Regions from separate parts of the Ovis aries genome. Here region 2 is linked to region 1. Evidence: chromatin contacts called from public Hi-C data. All regions are on one chromosome and are shown on one strand. Each heading gives the region's core, a stretch centred on a gene start, on an enhancer-like site or on the middle of the called end of the contact. The rest is flanking DNA. Distances are from core to core; before and after follow the strand shown. Region 1 has its middle 280 kb from the start of NDFIP2. Region 2 overlaps LOC132657264 (a long non-coding RNA gene).

Region 1 (7,071 bases), core at 3,208-5,707:
AAATCTGATTCTTCTCAATAATGTATGTTCTTGTTTAAGCACATCAGAATGCTCACCAGAGGTCTTAAACTTGATATACACATTCACTCGAGTGGAAATCATATGGACAATAAAAAATGTGTATGCCTGATCTTTATCCACTTTTCATGCTACTGAGTTATTTTTCAAGAAACAAATCAACCTGTAAAACTGCCATGCAAGCATTTAGGACTATTCTGAGAATCTTTGGTTTAGGAATCAAACTATGATGGTTTTGTGTGGAATAAGAAACAAAGCAGTCATGTCAATTACATAAAGAGAGCTTATAAGATTAAGTGGGATATTTCACATAAGTTATTATTGATCATAGTAATTTTAAATGCCTATTTTAATAAAATTTATTTACTATTCATTGCATTGTAGGCTTCACAAGACCATGCCCCTGAGTTCAGTCCAGTTCAGTTGCTCACTCATGTCCGACTCTTTGTGACTGCACGGATTGCAGCACGCAGGGCCTCCCTGTCTATCACCAACTCCCGGAGCTTACTCAAACTCATGTCCATTGAGTCAGTGATGTCATCCAACCATCTCCTGTTGTCCCCTTCTCCTCCTGCCCTCAATCTTTCCCAGCATCAGGGTCTTTCCCAATGAGTCAGTTCTTTGAATCAGGTGGCCAAAGTATTGGAGCTTCAGCCTCACCATGAGTCCTTCCAGTGAATATTCAGGACTGATTTCCTTTAGGATGGACTGGTTTTGATCTCCTTTCAGTCCAAGGGACTCTCAAGAGTCTTCTCTAACACCACAGTTCAAAAGCATCAATTCTTCGGTGCTCAGCTTTCTTTATAGTCCAACTCTCACACCCGTACATGACTACTGGAAAAATCTTAGCTTTGACTAGATGGACCTTTGTTGGCAAAGTGATGTCTCTGCTTTTTAATGTGCTGTCTAGGTTGGCCATAGCTTTTCTTCCAAGGAGCAAGTGTCTTTTAATTTCATGGCTGCAGTCAACTATCTGCAGTGATTCTGGAGCACCTCAAAAATAGTCTCTCACTGTTTTCCCTGTTTCCCCATCTATTTGCCATAAAGCAATGGGACTGGATGCCTTGATCTTCATTTTCTGAATGTTGAGTTTTAAACCAACTTTTTCATTCTCCTCTTTCACTTTCATCAAGAGCTCTTAAGTTCTTCTTTGCTTTCTGCCATAAGGGTGGTATCATCTGCATATATGAGGTTATTGATATTTCTCCCAGCTATCTTGATTCCAGCTTGTGTTTCATCCAGCCTGGCATTTCGCATGATGTACTCTGCATATAAGTTAAATTAGCAGGGTGACAATATATAGCCTCGACATACTCCTTTCCCTATTTGGAAGCAGTCTGTTGTTCCATGTCCAGTTCTAACTATTGCTTCTTGACCTGCATACAGCTTTCTCAAGAGGCAGGTAAGGTGGTCTGGTATTCCCATCTTTCTAAGAATTTTCCCATAGTCTGTTGTTATCCACACAGTCAAAGACTTTGACATAGTAAATAAAGAAGAAGTAGATGTTTTTCTGGAACACTCTTGCTTTTTTGATGATCCAAGGGATGTTGGCAATTTGATCTCTGGTTCCTCTGCCTTTTCTAAATCCAGCTTCTAAATTCACATACCACTGAAGCCTGGCCTGGAGAATCTTAAGCATTACTTTGCTAGTGTGTGAGATGAATGCAATTCTGCGGTAGTTTGAACATTCTTTGGCATTGCCTTTTTTGGGGATTGGAATGAAAACTGACCTTTTCCAGTCCTGTGGCCACTGCTGAGTTTTCCAAATTTGCTGGCATATTGAGTGCAGCACTTTAACAGCATTGTCTTTTAGGATTTTAAAAGCTCAACTGAATTCCATCACCTCCACTAGCTTACCCCTGAATCTGCTTCTAACTGTTTTTGTTTTTATACTCATCAGAGGAGCTCAAACTACAGATACTAATTAGACTGCCTTATGCAATGTTTGGGGCAAATATTTCTCTAAATGTTGAGTGTCTTCTGCATTCAAGATTATAAGAACATTTTTAGAAGATAGGTAAGTAACAATTCAAAATCAAAATTTTTCACTCATAAGGAAAATGATCCTTTTCATAACTGAAAAAAGAAATCATTCCATTTAGGGGAAGAAAGAAAGAAAGTGAAGAAAAACACTAATGCAAAGTGTTGTAAGTGAAGTTAGTTGACTGCCCCTCAAAGAGTACTGAGTTATTTTCCTGTCATCAGAAGTACAAGAGACTAATCATGATTACGTTACATTACTAAACATAATTTTATTCTTTTCAGTAATTAAGATTTATTTACATTTCTATCACTCATCACAAAACTACCCTAATTTTTTTATATTTTTACTCTTAAATGGTTAATTAGATAAAAAAGCATGTAAATTTATTTTTAAATGATTTCCAGTTAGCTCTTTTTTTAAAAAAATCAGAAAATGTTTCTTGAATGCAGTGAATTCTCCAATTTTGCCTTCACCAACCTGTTTGTGTTTTTTTTCCACCTTTTATACTCCAGAGGAAGAGAATGCACCAATTGCCACTAGAAATTTACATTCTCGACAATGTGGTAGAGAGAGAAACATCTTCCTGAGTGCCATTCAGATATTACCATTTGACTTTGTTTTTTTCCATCACAATGATATTGGGTCACATTCATGTCTGATAGGCAGGGAGGTGCCCAGAATCTGGAAACAGACGTCTTGGAAACAACCCTCCATCATGCCACCTACCTGCGAAGCAGACCTTAGTTAAGTAACTTAAATTTTCTATGCCTCACTAAGACTCCTAGTCTACTAAATAGGGGTAAAGTTAGTGAGTGAATATGAAGTCGCTCAGTCATGTCCAACTCTTTGCGACCCCATGGACTGTAGCCTACCAGGCTCCTCTGTCCATGGGATTTTCCAGGCAAGAGTACTGGAGTGGGTTGCCATTTCCTTCTCCCAGGAGATCTTCCCAACCCAGGGATCAAACCTGGGTTTCCTGCATTTTAGGCAGATGCTTTACTGTCTGAGCCACCAGGGAAGGGGTAAAGTTAATGGTACTTAATTCATAGTGTATTGTAACGATTAAATGGGTATGTATACGCATGTACACTTCAGCAATACTAAGGACTCAAAACATATGAACTATTACTGATATTATTAACATCAACTGTTTCCCTAACAGTTAATTGAGGGACTAGGGGTTAGAGGAAATCATGGCACCAAAATTTTTATAAGACCATGTAGGGCTTCCCAGGTGGCACCAGTGGTAAAGAAATGCCTGCTAATGCAGGAGGTGCAAGTTCAATCCCTGGGTCAGGAAGATCCCCTGGAGGAGGAAATGGCAACCTACTCCAGTATTCTTGCTTGAACAATTCCATGGGCAGAGGAGCCTGGCAAGGTACAGTCTATGGAGTCGCAAAGAGCTGGACACAACTGAGAACATGGGTGTGTGTGTGCACATACAGGCACATACATGCACAGTCCAATCAAGTGGTTTGGGTGGACTAGATACTAATACAATTTCTAAAAGCAGCCAAGAGCTTTTATAAGTGTTTTTTTTTTTGAGCTGCACATTGTGTGATTTCTATAATTGTAGTAATTTGTATTCATTGTTTTGTTAGTCTTGCCTATTCTTTGTTGTTTATACGTTTATACTGGAGGCAGTGGGAGCTTGTGATACTGTGTTCTACCTCAGAGTTTACCTTGCAGACTGATAGGCTCAGGTAAGGTCAGTGGAAATATCTGCGAGAAAGGGAGGAAAAGTGCCTGACACGTTAAGGACCCTAGCAATAAAGCAGGGGCTCCAAGGGCAAAGTGGAGGCTAATCTCAAAGGCCTTAACACATTGAGGTCTAAAACAGTGCTTCAGCTGTGGCAAACGCTGGGCTGCAGTCAGCCCAGGGCCGAGGCAAATGGTGGGTTATTTGGGGGCAATCAATTTTTTCAGAGTTGAAAAATTTCCAAACCACCCAAAAGTACTCCAGTGAGCTACAATCTGACACCTACTCTCAGTCCATCTTTACTCAGATTCAGTGATAGGGAAAGAATTCTCCCCACCCTAGCATTCACTGAGTTTAAATTCTATCTTTTTGTAACTTAACTCACACATAAAATCTCTCCCATCCCCACACTGCCCATTTTGAAAAGGAGGAAATTAGCATAGATGTTAGACGCTACTCTGGGACTGCACACACTCTTTCATTTAATCTTTGCCCTCATCCATCATAATCAGTATTTTTACCCCCATTTTTGGGATGGTATGGGAGGCAGAGTCCAGTTTTACTGTTTCCCTAAGGTGACACAATTAGTAGGCATGCCCTTTGGACTCAAACGGAATGTTGAACTTTAATTTTTTTTAAGCTTTTCATTTTGTATTGGGATATAGCTAATTAACAAACAATGTTGTGACAGTCTCAGGTGAACAGCAAAGGGACCCAACCGTACATACACATGTGTCCATTCTCCCCCAAACCCACCTCCCATCCAGGCTACCACACATCACTGAGCAGAGTTCTATGTACTATACTGCAGGCTCTTGTTGGCTATCCACTTTAAACATAGCAGGACATGTTGAACTTTCTATTACAAATTTTCTTTCTTTTACATCCCCTTGTCTGTAGAATGTCTCAAATTGCCTTAAACAATACAAAGAAGTTGACTTTATTCTGTTATTTCATATTTCAGAGGTGCGTTTGCAAAACGTTCCAAGCATTTTCCTGAGAAACCACGTGCCGATGAAGACCTTCGCCCTGGGGTGGCAGCTGAGAGCATGTATTAGAAATAGGACCCAAAGCTGGGTTATGTCACTTCTATAAAAAGCACAGGAAGGAGAGGAGGAAAGAGTGGGCAGTGAGAGAAACCAAAAAAGACTGGGTGGCTCTGGGTATGCAGGCAGATTTGGCTCTGGAGAATGTGAGGTCTGCGTGGGATAGCAAAGCATTGTGGTAATAGGCTCCTAATTGCTCTTCCTTCTTCTGCCCAGTGCTCCCTGCAGTCTATTTTTGGCAGCGGCCTTCCTTGTTCTGTTAAGTCAATTATGTCATTTCTCATGCAGACTCTGCAATGGCTTTCCCATCTAACTTAGCGTAAAAGACAGACTCCTCCTGGCCACACCATCCCCTCTCACCGCATATCTTCTCCCCGCTTTCACCCCGATGCTCTGCATCCTCCAGCCACACTGGCCTCACTATGTGTGGGAAGCGCCAAGCACACTCCCGCCTCCCTGCCTGGGAAACTCACCTCGCAGGGACCCCCCATCCTCATGGTTCGTGCTCTTACCCCTTCCCATCCCTTTCTTTGGCCACTCAATCTAAAAAGTCCCCTACATTCAACCTTTCATTTCCACTTTCCCTTTTTTAAACTCACTTCTTTTTTTTAAGATAAAAATTTTAAAACTTTCATATTTTTTATATTAGAGTATAGTTGATTTACAATGTTGTGATAGTTTTGAGTGTACAGTGAAGTGATTCAGTTATACAGGTGTCTGTTCTTTTTCAAATTATTTCCCCATTTAGGACGTTACATAATATGGAGCAGGGGCTTCCTAGTGGTAAAGAACCTGCCTGCCATTTCAGGCAACATGAGAGACACAGGTTCAATTCCTGGGTTGGGAAGATCCCCTGGAGGAGGACAGGCAACCCACTCCAGTATTCTTGCCTAGAAAATCCCATGGATAGAGAAGTCTGGTGAGCTACAGTCCATGGGGTCACAAAAGAGTCAGACATGACTGAAGTGACTTAGCACTAGCACTTAGCATAACATGGAGCAGAATTTCCTCTGCTATACAGTACGTCCTTGTTGGTTATCCATTTTCAATGTAGCAGTATGTACATATTTCACTGACTTCTCAACCCTTCTTACTACCAACAAATGATATGCTTTATTTTCTTTTTAAATTTATTCCCTCTCTACCCCTCAAGAACTCAAGCTTTTTGAGGATTGGATTTTTGGTAGTATTGTTTACTGTGGCATCTGAAACAGGACATGGTAATAAATGCTTTTCAAAAGTTTGTTGATTATTAAAGTGGTAGTTGCCTAAAATGAGATAATTCCTTGCAAAAGTGGCTCCAGTTAATGACCTCCCTATATCTATGCTGTTTACAATGTGTCTCTGCATCTTTTCTAGGGTGTTTGGAGTCTATTTCCCAATGTTTTGAATTTGGACTGTATTTGGTTTGGCTGATATGCTGTGTGTACTTAGTAGCTCAGTCATGTCCAACTTTTGCGGCCCCATGGACTGTAACCCTCCAGGCTCCTCTGTCCATGGGATTTTTCTGGCAAGAAAACTGGAGTGGGTTGCCATTTCCTTCTCCAGGGGATCTTCCTGACCCAGGGATTGAACCTACATCTTCCATGTCTCCTGCATTGCAGGTGAATTCCTTACCCCCTGAGTCATCAGGGAAGCCCTTTCGGTTTGGCCAATTGATTGGAATAAATATAGCATGGAGCTAGTTCTCAGTCTAGGCCTCATGAGGCCATGTATATCCCTGCAGGTCTCTTGAAACTCTGCTCCCACCATGAGGACAATCTAGGAAAATCTGCTAGAGGATGAGAGAAGGGTAGAAATGAGTTATCCTAGCTGAGGCCATCCCAGACAATTCAGTCCCAGCTGATGCACCTGACCACTAATGCATAAACAAACCCAACCAAGATCAGCCAAGACTGACTTAAATTAGCCAAACTGCCAGTCAACCCATAAACTGAGCAAAAAAGAATTGTTACATACCACTGAGAATTTGTTGTTGCTGCATTCTTGTAGTAACAGCTAATTGATATACAAGATCACTCAGCTAGTGAGTAGGAGAGATAAGATTTGAATCCATATCTTCTCTCCAGAGTCCATACTCTTAACCATGACATAAGTCCTGTCTTTAGAGCATTCACAATCTAGTAGAAAAATCTAATTAATGAAATATATTGTGATAACAAATAATATAAGCACAATTTTGTAGTAGCAGGAGAAGAAAGTAATTACTTTTGTCTGGAGTGGAGCAGGCCAAAAAAGGTAGATGATCAAACACAGGGTCACAGGGTAATTATCATCAGGGTTGAGTGTAGGGAAGCTCTCCAGATAGACAAGGAGGAAAAAGA
Region 2 (7,071 bases), core at 3,081-5,580, 500 kb after region 1:
CTGAATGAGCCATATACCATAGTCAGATCATTCCAACAGCATGGAGAACACAAGGCAGAGATTTAGGCAAGTGACAATGTTGGCGACAGGAAGTTTCATGTAGCTGAGATCAGCCAGAGCTACTGGAGTTTAGGCCTGGGAATTCTGGGCTCTGGAAAGAGTACGGAGGGTGATGAGTGTTGGGGTTCTGGTCATACTGAGGGCATCCGCATACATCCTGTAGGACCCCAGCGCTGGAGAACCTGGAGTACCAGGCAGTGCATTATAGCAAAGACAAGACTCAGTTCCTGCTGCTGGACTCTGAGTTCAGGAGGATTCTTGGCAGGATCCCTGTTCTGGATCATGGGCTATGAGCAGTTAGGGTCAAGGCTGATTTGATACTGATCCCAGTGTACTAGCAAATTCCTTCATCCTGAGTCTGGAGAGGGTTTGTATATGAGTGCATGTTCAGTTAAGACCTACAAGCCACACAGATGATGGCCCAAATCTGGAATTTTAGGAGATGTTATTGGAAGGGAGGTTATGTCCCTTGCATCTCAAACCATGATATATGGGCTAATGCACTTAGCCTACTTAAAAAGTCACTGTGCATTAGAGGTTAGAGATTAAAGAAAGAACACCCTTGCTTCGAATTTTTTAAACAGCTTTATTGAGGTATAAGGGCTTTCCTGGTGGCTCAGTGGGAAAGAATCCACCTGCAATGCAGGAAACATGGGAGACTTGGGTTTGATCCAGACCTGGGTTTGATCCCTGGGTAGGGAAGATCCCCTGGAAGACAGCATGGCAATCCACCGCAGTGTTCTAGCCTATAGAGGAGCTTGGCAGGCTATACTTCATGGGGTCACAAAGAGTCGGACACAACTGAAGTGACTTAACATGCATTTATGTATTGAGGTATAAATTCAGATACTATACAATCCACCCTTTTAAAGTGTACAGTTAATGAGTTTGAGTATATTACATAACTTCTTCGAATTGTGGAATAATACATACAATATAAAATTTGCAATTTTCACCATTTCTTTTTTATCACAATAGTAAAAGATGTTTATCAGTTTTCACAATAAATAGCCAGACAAAAAATAAAAGATAATTTCAGTTGCAGACTATAATGAAAACATGATTAACCTAACAATATAAAATAATTACACACAATTTGGGGGATTAAGCAGAGTGATGTGGTAAATGGAAGTGCATACATGCATATGCTCTCATCTACATAGCCAGTCTATGTCTTATGGTTGATGCATTTAATCTATTTACATTTAAGATAATTATCCATATGTATGATCCTGCTGTGGAGAAGGGAATGTCAACACATTCCAGCATTCCTGCCTAGAGAATTCCATGGACAGAGGATCCTGGCTGGCTACAGTGTGCATGGGGTCACAAAGAGTCAGACACCACTGAATGACTAACACACGCTCTCTCTCTCCCCCTGCCGCCCCAACTGGGACTTCCTAGGAGGCACTAGTGGTAAAGACCCTGGCTGCCGATGCAGGAGACTTAAGAGATGCAGGTTCGATCCCTGGGTGGGGCCGTTCCCCTGGAGGAGGGCATGGCAACCCATTCCAGTATTCTTGCCAGGAGAATCCCATGGACAGAGGAGGCTGGTGGACTACAGTCTACAAGGTCACACAGGGTTGGACATGACTGAAGCAACTTAACATGTATGCACGCATGATCCTATTGCCAGTTTCTAATTATTTTGGCTTTATTTTGTGTAGGTCTTTTCCTTCTCTTGTGTTTCCTGCCTAAAGAAGTTCCTTTAGCATTTGTTGTAAAGCTGTTTTGGTGATTTTGAATTCTTTTTACTTTTGCTTGTCTGAGAAGCTTTTGATTTCTCCATCAAATTTGAATGAACATTTATATTTACCATTAGTCCCACATAATTGTTCTCTAATTTTTTATGTATTTATTTTTAGTTCTGTGTCTTCAGGTGATATATTTTAAATTTCTTATATGCAGGACTGTTTTTTCAGATCTTTTGCATTACCCTAAGAACTTTAACTTGATTTTACCCAGATTCTTCTAAATGACAGAGATGTTAGGACTTAGTTTGTTTTTTCCAATATGCTCTATAGAGCAAATCCCCTGAGTTTCTACATGAGAGTATGGGAGGGAAAGGAGCTTTGATTTTACATATTTGGGTTTTGTATGGTATTTCCCTTGAAGAATGAATTGCCCTGAAAAACTTCAAATACTATGAGTATGTTTTGCTGATGATAATCGACCCAATATTTAGAAACAACTGAATGTATAAAACTTTTCATTGAAAGTCTGCTGCTGCTGCTGCTAAGTCACTTCAGTCGTGTCTGACTCTGTGTGACCCTGTAGACGGCAGCCTGCCAGGCTCCTCCGTCCATGGGATTCTCCAGGCAAGAACACTGGAGTGGGTTGCCATTTCCTTCTCCACATTGAAAGTCTAAATTAGATTATTTATGAATGGACTTCTTTATTGATATATACTTTATGTATTACTAGTCCTGAATGAATCAACTTAAAATTATATGTGTTTCTTTTTCTTGTTTTGTTCATGATAGTGGTTTTATTTATTTATTTATTTATTTAATTTTTATTTTTACTTTATTTTACTTTGCAATACTGTATTGGTTTTGCCATACATTGATATGAATCCACCACGGGTGTACATGCGTTCCCAAACATGAACCCCCCTCCCACCTCCCTCCCCATAACATCTCTCTAGGTCATCCCTGTGCATCAGCCCCAAGCATCCTGTATCCTGCATCAGACATAGACTGGCAATTCGTTTCTTACATGATAGTATACATGTTTCAATGCCATTCTCCCAAATCATCCCACCATGGTGGTTTTAAAAGCCATGGTTTTTACTGTTGGAAGAACTTTTAGTCTAAGAGTACTCATGTGTTCATAAACCTTATAGTCTAGGAGAAGCAATCTGGAAAGAGAAAACTCTTTTTATACCCCAGGAGTTCCCCAGCAAATAGATATGTACTTAAATGGAAGTGCATTTTTTCCACCCTTGGACTGACCACATAAAATTTGACACAGCCAAGGCATTGATCTAAACGAAGCTAGGATGCATACAAGAGCTGGTAGATTTATTTTAGGTCCTTTTTAGCCAAAGCTACTTTTTTGCTTTATTTATATTATCAGAATCTTCTTTGCTTTTCATTCTCTTCTGATCAGAGAGGTAGACTTCTTTAGACCTACCTTCTCTGTTAACAGTAGCCATTAGTCACATGTGGCTGAAATGTCCTGAATACAAGCTAGATTTCAGTGACTTAGTATGGAGGAAAAAAAAATTGATGGTGAACTAGCTCATTTGCATATTTTTGTATTATACATTAAAATGACAACAGTGGTTAAATAAACATTATTGAAATTAATTTCTTTTCATTAATTTCTGTTTCCTTTTACTTTTTACCACTGAAAAATATTAATTTACATATATGGCTCCCATTTCTGTTGATGGAAACTCCTGTAGACCAATAGTTCGTAACCTTTTTTGAATAATGATGCATTTCTTTGATACTCTGATAAAAGCTCAATAGATCGGAGAGAGATAGATACTGTCAATTCTGTTACAGCCAACAGATGTGTCCCTAAGACTTGCCTTACTGTGCAAAATCATGTCATAGAAGCCACAGGGCTGGCACTGGAGTAGACTTTCAACAGTTTCATCAGTGACCTGTGAAGAAACATAGTAAACATGGTAGCATGGTTCTGTCCATGGCGAGTGGTTAAGAAATATGCCAGTATTACAATAAATACGGTGCTTGACCCTGAAAATGTCTCATTTGTCTGTAGGGGTGGAGCTCTACAACTGCCCACCTCCAATGCCTGCCTTGTTCCTCTGGCCTCCACTGTCTGTGTCAGAGGATGAGAACTTGTTAGGAAAGCAGAAAAAGACTGAGAGAAAGAGAAGGAGAAAAATAACAGAGAACAGACAGGAAAAACACAAAAGAGGCTGAGAGGAAAGAAGGGGAAAAATGAAAGAGAAGGGAGGGCATGAGGCTGATTGCCAGTCAGCGGGGTTGTGGCGTGTGATTGGGAGGTTACCTGAACTCAGATGGAATGTTGGAAGAGCACAAGGAGAAAGTTGGGAAGTGAAAGTGAAAGTCGCTCAGTCCTGTTGGGCTCTTTACGACCCCATACAGTCCATGGAATTCTCCAGGCCAGAATATTGGAGTGGGTAGCCATTCCCTTCTCCAGGGGATCTTCTCAACCCAGGGGTGGAACCCAGGTCTCCCGCATTGCAGGTGAATTCTTTACCAGCTGAGATATCAGGGAAGCCAGGAGAGAGTTGGAACAGTAAAGTCAACAGCAAAGGTAGAGTTCATTGTTCGGAAGAAATGTGCGCATGCGTGCCTTTTGTTGACTTGCACAAAGCTCAGTTCAGCTAGGTGCAGTTTTCTGTGTTGGCCTAGAGATGAAATTGGCACAAATACAAAATTAGCGCTGTGCTACAGACTTCTCTAATTTGTCAGTCACGTTGGAACAAATTCACGTTTTCAAAATAAGCGTTCTAGCAGAACTGATTGTAGAAACATACACCAGGATAGATTGTGACACACAGCTCATGTTTGCAACCTGCAGACTGGAGGAGTGTCAGGGCATGTCAGGCATGAGGAAGCAAAGGTGAAATGTCAGCAATAGGTTCTTTCAAGATGTTATAGTACCTTACATAGTTATAAGGGATTATAAGAAGGGAGTATTGAGCAGTTTGTGGAGACCCCAGTGGAATGTAGAGAGTGAATGCATTTATGGGGTTGGATTCTTGAGGGTAGAAGATGTTGAACTTGAGGAGCAGAGAAGGTAGATTCCCATTGCATACCAACTGAGAATGCTGTATTTACACAGCCTTTCTAATCTATGATAGAATTGTCCAGGAAAATCTATTTGCGAATAGAACTCTCAGGGGCAGGAAATGAATGCTTGGTGAGAGGAAAATTCCAAGAGTTAGTAGGAAAAGAGAGCAGATATTGACTTAATAGTCTGCTTCTATTTATCTTGGGCTTTAGTTATAATCCACAGAACTTGGTTCCTGTGACTTTACAGAAATAGGTCTAAGAATCTGTCAAGGGAAAGTGAACTGAGATCTTCAAGTCACTAGGAGTAGTGAAGTAACTTTGAAAATTAAATCAAACCATTGAAGTAGTTGCCCATTAAACATGTTAATACTAATGATGGTGATGATGATGATAATAAGCTAGTATTCATTGGGCTTTAAGTGTAGCTGGGAACCTACTATATGTTTCATGTGGATGATTTTACTTACTGCTCATATTAAAAAAATTTTTTTTAATTTAGTTTTTAATTGAAGGATAATTGCTTTACAGAATTTTATTTGTTTCTGCCAAATATCAACATGAATTGCTCATAACATTTTGAGAAAGGATTTTTACCTTTCTTATCTATTTCTTTTTACAGATAGAAGTGACTATGCCAACATCACACTGGTAGCAAGTAGCTGAGTTGGAGGAGCTTGAAGGCAGGCAGCCTAAACCGTGTTTGCATGAAAGACTCTGGTCTTATTAGTGATCTTGCTGGGGACTTTCCTTTTCTACTGTTGTATATTCTTGTTGTTCAGTTGCAAAGTCGTGTCTGACTCTGCGACCCCATGAACTGCGGTATACCAGGTCTCCTCGTCCTTCACTATCTCCAGAGTTTGCTCAAACTCGTGTTCATTCAGTCAATGATGCCATCCAACCTGTTCATTCTTTGTTGCCCCCTTCTCCTCTTGCCCTCAATCTTTCCCAGCGTCAGGGTCTTTTCCAGAGTCAGCTCTTTGCATCAGGTGGTCAAAGTGTGGGAGCTCAACTTCAGCATCAATTCTTCCAACGATGTTTGGGGTTGATTTCCTTTAGGATTGTCTGGTTTGCTCTCCTTACTGTCTGAGGGACTCTGGTATTGTTTAAATTTGTGTAATGAAATGCTATTACTTAGGTTATTTTTAAAATGGAAGGAAAATATACATATACAGGTTTAAAAAAGGAAGCATAGAAAAAATAAATAAAAACAATTAAAAAAACTGAAATCAAGTTTAAAATTCACATCCAACATACTATAATACATATATTTGCGTAGCATGACTTGAAAATGTTACTTGATACACATGTGCAGGGGTTTTTCCTTCCATGTATAGGCTCCTTGGGGAGTTTCCATTGCTACTGGATGTATATAGGATTGCCAACTGTATATCATAGTAACAGTGGGTGATATAATCAATTTTAAATTGCTGTTCAGTTTTATCCAAGGCATATTTAACATTCAGCTTTAAATGTTAACAAATGTCATTCATTATTTTTAAGAAATAGGTAGAATTAGTCATTTTTCGCAGGTTCAGTTAAATTTTCTTGTGTGATGATGCAGGGATAGTATGCTATACAGAAAGCAACACATTATTGTAAAAGCCTAAACTGCACATTTGTTCAAATTATTTTCCATTTGCTTTCTTTCTTTTTTTTTTTTTGCTCTAGATTCTAATTTATAAGAAGGGTATGTATAGTAAGGCATTTTGTATTTAAGCTAAATCTATTTTTAAATGAAATTTTTTTTTCTGTAAGTAACAATGGGCACAACCAGATTTTATTCTCTCTGCTTTATGACGGGAATACGATCTGTTTTCTCTATTATCTTTCCAGATACTTGGTTCTTATTAGTGGATTAGAAATGACACATTTTAGAAAGAAAAATAGGGACTTCCTTAGTGGTCTTGGACTGCAGGAACATGGGTTTGATCCCTGGTCAAGGGAACTCACATCCCATGTGCCACTCAAGATGGCCAAAAAAGGGAAAGGAAAGTTGTTACCAAACCAGACCTAGGTCTGCTTACCTGCAGTAAAGCAAATATACTGACACTGGGTTGTGGTGAAACAAAGAGTAGTGTTTATTGCAGGTTGCGAAGCAAGGAATGCAGGCAGCTAGTGCTTAAAAGGCCCCAACTCCTGGAGGCTTTCAGGGAAAGATTTTTAAAGACAGGGTGAGGGAGATGGGATTTGGGGGGTTTGTTATCAGCTTGTGAACATTCTGATTGGTTGGTGGTGACGTGATCAGGAGTCACTATCATCAACCTGCTAGCTCCAA

The links. Hi-C and Micro-C count contacts between places; a contact is called where the count stands out from the background.
Region 2: a Hi-C map of liver shows a contact between it and region 1, with 5 times the contacts expected there. The contact joins two enhancer-like sites. A contact is called at or near these places in 2 of 16 Hi-C or Micro-C datasets (liver and mixed tissues).

What each region holds. Positions count from the first base shown.
Region 1 is chr10:55,470,789-55,477,859 of ARS-UI_Ramb_v3.0, forward strand. No RefSeq gene overlaps it. Among named protein-coding and RNA genes, the nearest start is that of NDFIP2, 280 kb to the left of the region's middle. Within about 2 kb of position 4,458, at least 2 of the 54 cell types and tissues checked have an H3K27ac peak or open chromatin away from gene starts, as enhancers often do. A contact at or near this core is called in liver, where this site is marked.
Region 2 is chr10:55,968,206-55,975,276 of ARS-UI_Ramb_v3.0, forward strand. All of the region lies in intron 1 of LOC132657264 (a long non-coding RNA gene), which reads left to right. Among named protein-coding and RNA genes, the nearest start is that of SPRY2, 25 kb to the left of the region's middle. Within about 2 kb of position 4,331, at least 2 of the 54 cell types and tissues checked have an H3K27ac peak or open chromatin away from gene starts, as enhancers often do. A contact at or near this core is called in liver, where this site is marked.